Linked DNA regions of Zea mays: region 1 is linked to region 2. A link is a contact called in public Hi-C data. All regions are on one chromosome and are shown on one strand. The core of a region is the stretch at or near the end of the contact, and the rest is flanking DNA. Distances in the headings are between cores, read along the strand shown.

Region 1 (3,674 bases), core at 850-3,349, 420 kb after region 2:
ACTAAGATTGGTTGCTCTAAGTACAATACATATGGAGAAGGAAAACTGTATTATTTGCAGACCACAATTCTCAGCTTTATTGTTGTATATATGAAAACTTTATCGCATATCACCACTAGCTAACCTCTTTGTTCTTGGCTACCAATCTGTAACATGGAAAAACCATTTGAATGAGGTATCTGGTTCTTATATTGCAAACAATTAGAGATTCATTACTGCACTCCAGTCGCTTCTGATCATAACCAAAAGTTGGTGTCAGTACTGTTAGCTCCAAGCCATTCTTCAACATATACTGCATGAGAGATTAACAGTAGTTTCAGGTTTTCAGCAGCAAATAGGTATAATAGACCAAACAAACCATATTGTAATAAACTATTTGGTTATTAAATACAGTAAACATAAGTTCACACTTTTAAAAACATCTTCCATAGACTCAATTAGTACAACAAGTGAAACAGGACATAAAACATGGAAGAAGAAAAAAACAGAGGCAAGAGGTCATAAGCAACATTCTCCCATGGTTTCCCTTCGCTATCAGTATTTAGAATAACTGTAGCTATCACCAAATATTATGAGTAAAGTGACAATGAAGAACAAAAAGTACTGAATAACGCAAAAAAATCGCTCCTCAAATGTGGAAAAGTAACGTAAGTCAATCCAATTAGCTAACAACGATAAACTTGACAGCATGTACAGGCACACTCAGTAAGTGGCATTGGTTACTTTAGCCAGATGATAAAATTCAACCTGACAAAATAGTAGGACAGAATAGAGGAAAATGTAAAAAGAACTAATGCAGATGTATGACCTAATGGTGTAATGTCTCAGAGATATAAACTAATGGTGAAGTTCCAATTTGTAGTCCCTAATCGAACAATGAACCATCTCACATATTTGATCAAAGGATAAAGGGCCAGGCAACCAGCAAAACCACAAGAAATACGTTACGAGCGCTGACTAGGTGCTCCCTCTTGCCCTTGGGGCGAGAGGAACATAGGTGGCATAAAACAATCAAGCAAAATGTTTTAGCCAGAATACAGCTACTCGAATCACTCAAGTCAAAAGACAATTATACTTATATGGCTACTGGTATGAAGGAAAGGAGCTGCAAAGTATCTGACTGATATTTTTTATATTTCAAAGGATGGCTAGTCGTGTGTGGTGCTTAATCAAGAAAAAAGGCGCCGGCTTCTTCATGATTTTCTGGCTGAACGGTCTGCAGAATATGCAACGCAATAAACAGGTAGCTCTGCATTGTAAGGTCGTATATGTAGTTCAGAGTGAGACACAATGGTTCTGTCTCCCAACGACCTGTATTTTATTTTTGAAACTAATGTTCAACCTCAAAAACATGAATTCATTCATTACTTAATTTATATATGCTACACAAGTGGGGACAGATGATGTGCAGCAAAGAAACATTGGACAGATGATGTGAGGTTCAGAGGCAACAGGTGCACCTACTGTTGTGTCCATGAACAAATAACATACTGTAGTAGATTTTAAGTGGCAAATTACTGAGAGCGGTAGGGGGAGCATAACGTGCATCACGAGTGAAACTAACAGTGAGCATTTCTCCCACTTAAATCGAATTTGGTAACGATAACGTACATATATACATAAAAATAGCACAGCCGGTGGTCACTTTGCCATGCCGAGGCTGTACGATTACTGATTAGAACAACAAGGCCTTGAAAACATATGGCGAGCGCTAGCTCCAGGAGCGACGATCGGCGCGGTTAATCGCGCGATCAGCCTCAACTGACTGATCCGCCGAATCAGGGGCACGCAGCGGACACGGTAGTGCATACCCCGGTAATTTTTGCATCAACAACAAAAGAAAAAAAATATATAAAGCAAATCAGTAGGCATAATACACGAGCGTACAGGCTCTTGATTAGATCAGATCCAGCTAGGGTTTAGGTGGCCGGTTCCGCTAACGCACGGCAGGGAGTGAAAGGGAAGAGACGGGGTGGGGCGGGCAAGCGTACATGTAGTGGGCGTGGGGGTGGTCGTCGCCGGCGAAGTCCTCGGCAGCGGCGGTCGACCGGCCGTCGCCACGAGGGACAGGGGTCCCCGATGAGACAGAGGAGGAAATGCAGGAAGGGAAGAGAATGCAGAAGCAATTTGGCACTAGTATAGTATAGGAGAGTATTTTTTTTTAGCAGAAAGAGGAGAGGTGAGGGGGGACGGGACGGGGGAGAAGGGGAGGCCAGGGTGGGCAGCACACCTTTGGCTTTGAGAAGTAAAGTTGCGGGCATAATACAAGGGAACAGTAGATCGCCGCTGCTCCTTCGATTCGAATCCCCACCCCGTTCCTTCCGCCGCAAGCGCAGCCGCTGCCGCCACCGCCGCGCGTGCTCCAGCCTCCGGCTCACCGCCGATGGGCTCCACGTGCCTGTAGTGCGGCGAGGGCGCGGTGGTGGCGGATCCGGACTCGGACGCGGTCGTTTGCACTTGCACCTCGTGCGTGCGGCGTCATCCAGGACGGCGGCGGCGCGGAGTTCGTCCACCAGTCAACTTCCAACGATGCAAAAAAAAAAAAAAAAAAAACAGCAAGAGGATATGTTCGTGAATGATGGGATATTGCTCATTTTGAGTGCAACTAGGCAATACCTAATATTCAATCAGATCTTATGTGTAAATATGCTTATAGCCGTTTGCTTCTCCTTGTAGTCTGGCTGCATGAGCCAGGACGGCGAGATCTTATGTGTAAATGTGCAAGCGAGTCTCTTATAGCCTGTTTGCTTCTCTCTGTAGTCTGGCTGCATGAGCCAGGACTGCGGGAATCTGGCTCCAGGGATACGACCAATTTGCTCGCGTCTATAGAGCCTGGTCTAGAGTGCTTTAAGTACCGTGCGAGTCTGGTTTCACTCTATACGTAGGTAACCAAACATACACCTCGCACGCGTAGAGCCTGGTTAACAACAACCAAACACCAGCTCATTACATCCCATCATGTAAGCACCAGCAAATACATGCAGCCAAACACATAGTTAAGGGTTGTTTGGTTCTATATCTATGGTGCCAAAACTTGCCACGCAATTTTACGCCACACTTGACTAATGTGACTAAGGTTAGGCGTTCAAATTCTACGCCACAATTTGCCATGTCTAAAAGAATCTTGCCATACTTTTACCAGTCATTGACGAGTAAGATCTATGTAGCAGGAAAAAAATGTTGCTACAACTATGGTTTCAAACCAAACACATGACCAATTTGATCAAATTTGGCTAAATTTAGATGTGACAAATCGTGGCAAGTTAGACAGTAAATTAAACAATCCTTAGTTTGTTAGATCATGATCTAATTTGTAGACATGACCGTGATTTACTAGAGAGTTTCCATAAATCTACACGAGGTAGTCAAATAGACTTTTGTGGATATTTGTATGCATACTTTTTGTAGAGCGTTGCTATACATGACTTTATTGATAGACTCAAATACAAGTAAGGCCGTCTAGTAGTCTATGATTTATTAGTTTAAAATAAGGACAACAACAACAACGGTAGATTAACGTTGTTCGTACACTCATACTCCATTCGTATGGATGAGTGGTACACGAAGGACTTCTCTTTTTTTAAGTTACATGAACTTTTCCTTCCAAGTAAAAAATCGGCAGAAACCATTGTCGCATCCACATCCCCGTCACTCCGTCAGTCCAAATCCATTGA
Region 2 (3,454 bases), core at 682-3,181:
CAAGCTTAAGATGGAAGCCAGTCCTGTTGCTGTAGGAGTTAGAGCACCACTGCTGCCAACTGAGAACATCAAGAGTAAGTCTATAATAAAAACATAATGAATTACTGCATATGCATAGCCATGTTGGACCATATTATTTGCAGCCTTTACTCCCATGTATTTTCTTGAAGGCACTAACAAGAATCAACTCTTGAAAATTCAGGAACAGGAGAGCTTGCCGAAGGAAATGTAACCTGTGAAAACAAGGAGCCGGTAACAATAGACAGTATGGAAGTAGATGCCGATGATACCAAAGGCAAGGAGGCAACCATACCCGTGGCAGCTGAAGTGACACCGCCACCAGCGGTACCGGCAGCGAAGAACAGCGCATCTAGTAAGCCTGCTAAGAGGCGAATTACTCCTATCGCAATCGACTAGGTAGTAGACGCAGCAGTTAGGGTTTTGATGTGTTATGTAGTGATGGCAAGTACTGGATACTATGTTTAGGCTACCCTGTAAAGTCGTTTGTGCTGCGGTGCTCATCTTCTGCTCTAGTCCTCCTGCTCTTGACACAATTGGGGAGAATGTGAACAGAAGGGCTGTGTGTATGTATGAGCACACTTTGTTATGGCGCAACATGCAAGCCACTAACCGACATCTTAAGAAGTGGAGTTCATTACTGAGGAGTGAGGAAGTTGTTTCACACGAGCTGCTCATATACAAATGCTGGCATACAAATTACACATTGAAATCAATCAGATGGGGACATGACGCCCTTATTTCATTTACATGAAAGAACATAGAATCTTATCAAAATACCGAAAACGAATGGGAGGGTAGTATGTATATGTGTGTGTGTATGGGTATGGTATTGGCCTCAAGTTGAAGGGCCTTGGGTGCAGTAGGCATCATCATGCATCTCAGGACTTTGTTATGCGCGCCTTGGATTTGTCATACTCTTCCTGGCTCTCGCCGGCCTCTTCAAACCTGATGTCCTCATCCTCCGAAAGGACCTCAACCCTTTCGCCATGTGGCCCAGGCACGATCATCTCGTCGACGTGCTTGTGCTTGGTGACGTTGATGACCTCCGTCTTCCTCTCCTCTCCGCTCTGGTGTTTCTTGTGCCAGGTCCAAGGGGCGGTGCTCGAGGACTCGCCGATGGCGTCCTGCTTCCTGACCGCCTCCTGGAACCTGACGTCCTCGTCCACCGTCAGCCTGACGGCGCTCGCGCCCCCGGCCGGCCCGGGCACGGTCTGCTTGTGGACGTGGACGTGGTCGCTGAAGTTGAGCACCTCGGCCTTGGCCTCCTCCTCCTCTGCCTTCCTCCCCCTCCTCTTCTTCTTCTTGTGCCAGCAGAGGAGCGCGGCAGCCAGGCATGCCAGCAGCAGCAGGCCGCCCAGGGAGACGAACACCACGATGATGACGATGTGGTGCGGGGGGCTAGGTGGAGGCGGCACGGGCGCCGGCGGAGGCGGCATGGGCAGGTGAGGCGGTGGTGGCGCTTGAGGCCGAGGAGTTGGTGGTGGTGGTGGGCGGATGGGTGGTGACGGTGGTGGTGGAGGAGCGCGGCGTGGTGGCGGCGGTGGCTGAGTGGGAGGTGGAGGGGCGCGGCGTGGTGGCGGCGGTGGCTGAGTGGGAGGTGGAGGAGCGCGGCGTGGTGGCGGCGGTGGCTGAGTGGGAGGCGGGGGAGCGCGGCGCGGTGGCGGTGGCGGCATTGTGGGTGGTGGCGGTGCCAGAGCCGGTGGTGGGGGAGCACGGCGCGGAGGAGGCGGTTGTGGTAGGGTGGGCGGTGGTGGAGCGCGTCGCGGTGGCGGGAAGGGCTGCTGTGGTGGTCTTGGAAGGTAAGGGTTCGGAGGGAGGTAGGGGAAGCCAAGTCCTGGAGGGGTAGGGTTGAACGCCATCGCTGCTGCTGGATGATCTCGGAGGAGAGCTGTGTGGTGCTGTAGTGAGGTGAGGCGAGTGAGCTGTGGTGGTGATAATCAATGTAGCACGTATTTATATATTTGCATATGTATGCATGTGCTGTGGTGTGGCTTGTTTTGGGAGGGAAGGGAAGGGAAGGGCGCTTGAAGGTTTGCGTTGCAAGTGACTTGGCTCCTCTGCTACGGTTTCGGCTGGGGGGGCTTGCATTGCTTCGAAACAATGCGGTCCCTTCCCTTGGCTGCCTCCGTCTCTACTAGTCTAGTGCATGATCTATGGAGACACTGACATCTAGTATGTAGCTGGTCTCCATCTGCCCTTTTGGGACCTGATCATGATCGTCAATATATGAAGAGAGGTGCTTGGATCGCCACACTGAAGACACGCAATGCAGCATGGTGCAGATTGTGCTCCAGTCCCTGCAGGGTGCGTGCGATGCTTTTGAGTGAAGCACTGGACCTCTCGGGTGGTCGCGGTGTGCCAAGAAAGAGGCGCTAGCTGCCATTTCTGTCTGTGGATGGCTTGTAAGCAAATGACACCCAGCCAACTCGAGTGCGTTGTAAGGTACGAGAGGGGAGGGGACAGGGCGGATGCATTCCATGCATCACCATCACCGTCTAGTCTACTCTTGTTTCTATCCACCGTAATCTCGGATGCATTACGCGCCGATTATAGCCCATTTGATATTTGGTCCATATCATCATCATGCATATACATAGCCATTTCCATGGCCCGGGTCATGGTACATGGTTTATGGCCCAAAGAGATGGACAGACCATTTCATGGCCCGGTTAGAATCTGGGCCTTTATTCGAATAATGGGCTCCGAATTGAAGGACCGCTTCGTGTGATTCCCCAAAGCTGGCCCTGCATGCAGCATGGCAAATTATATGGGCTGCGTACGTGTTCTACCTTCCGGTGCAGCAAACGACCTAAACCAGCTTCATTGGTACACAATGCATGCATATGCATGAATACTAAATATATATGCATGGTTGGAAATGCAATGCTGATGCTCGTAGCTAGCCATGCATAGTGACCTGCACATGCATGAGCGTACGTCACGACGACGGAAACAAGGCATGCATGCCACCCATTATTCATTCATGGCGCACCGCCAAGCCGGCCGCGCGCCGTCGTAGACGTACATGATCCTTGCTGCATGCATCGGTGCCGCCGCCATATATATGTTACTAGACCCCAGCAGAGCAGCGCAAGCAAGCATGTATCACGGTTTCTCCTGTTCATTCCTGACGCGCTGCTGTAGACGACGATGATAGGAATGAACCAAGATCTTGTTTGGGTTTTTGGAATAGACCACCGCATGCATTCGATGATTACGATCGAGGACGTACTCCTGTTTGCGTGTTTTTTCTTCTTCTTCTTGCCAAACAGCGACAATTGGAACTTATAATATCGTCACCACAAACAACACCAGCATTGGGTATTTAATAATACTACCTTCGTTATTTTTTATTTGTTGTGGTTTAGTTCAGAAATAAATTAGATAGCAAGCGACAAATATTCGAGAACAAGATAATATATTTTATATAAAC

The links. A called contact is a pair of places that touch in the nucleus more often than the background predicts.
Region 1: a contact with region 2 is called in a Hi-C map of tassel, with 4 times the contacts expected there. The contact joins the promoter of LOC100280059 here to the promoter of LOC100381867 in region 2. A contact is called at or near these places in 2 of 25 Hi-C or Micro-C datasets (ear and tassel).

What each region holds. Positions count from the first base shown.
Region 1 is chr6:7,691,478-7,695,151 of Zm-B73-REFERENCE-NAM-5.0, forward strand. LOC100280059 reads right to left here and starts at 2,100. Exons shown (of 5, transcript NM_001152999.1): 1 at 1,992-2,100; 2 at 125-292. The coding sequence starts at 155.
Region 2 is chr6:7,269,173-7,272,626 of Zm-B73-REFERENCE-NAM-5.0, forward strand. LOC100381867 reads right to left here and starts at 1,932. Exons shown (of 1, transcript NM_001174652.1): 1 at 668-1,932. The coding sequence starts at 1,880. The coding sequence ends at 900. It overlaps LOC100194325 (chromatin assembly factor 1 subunit B), which reads left to right. Exons shown (of 13, transcript NM_001139363.1): 12 at 1-74; 13 at 203-640. The coding sequence ends at 417.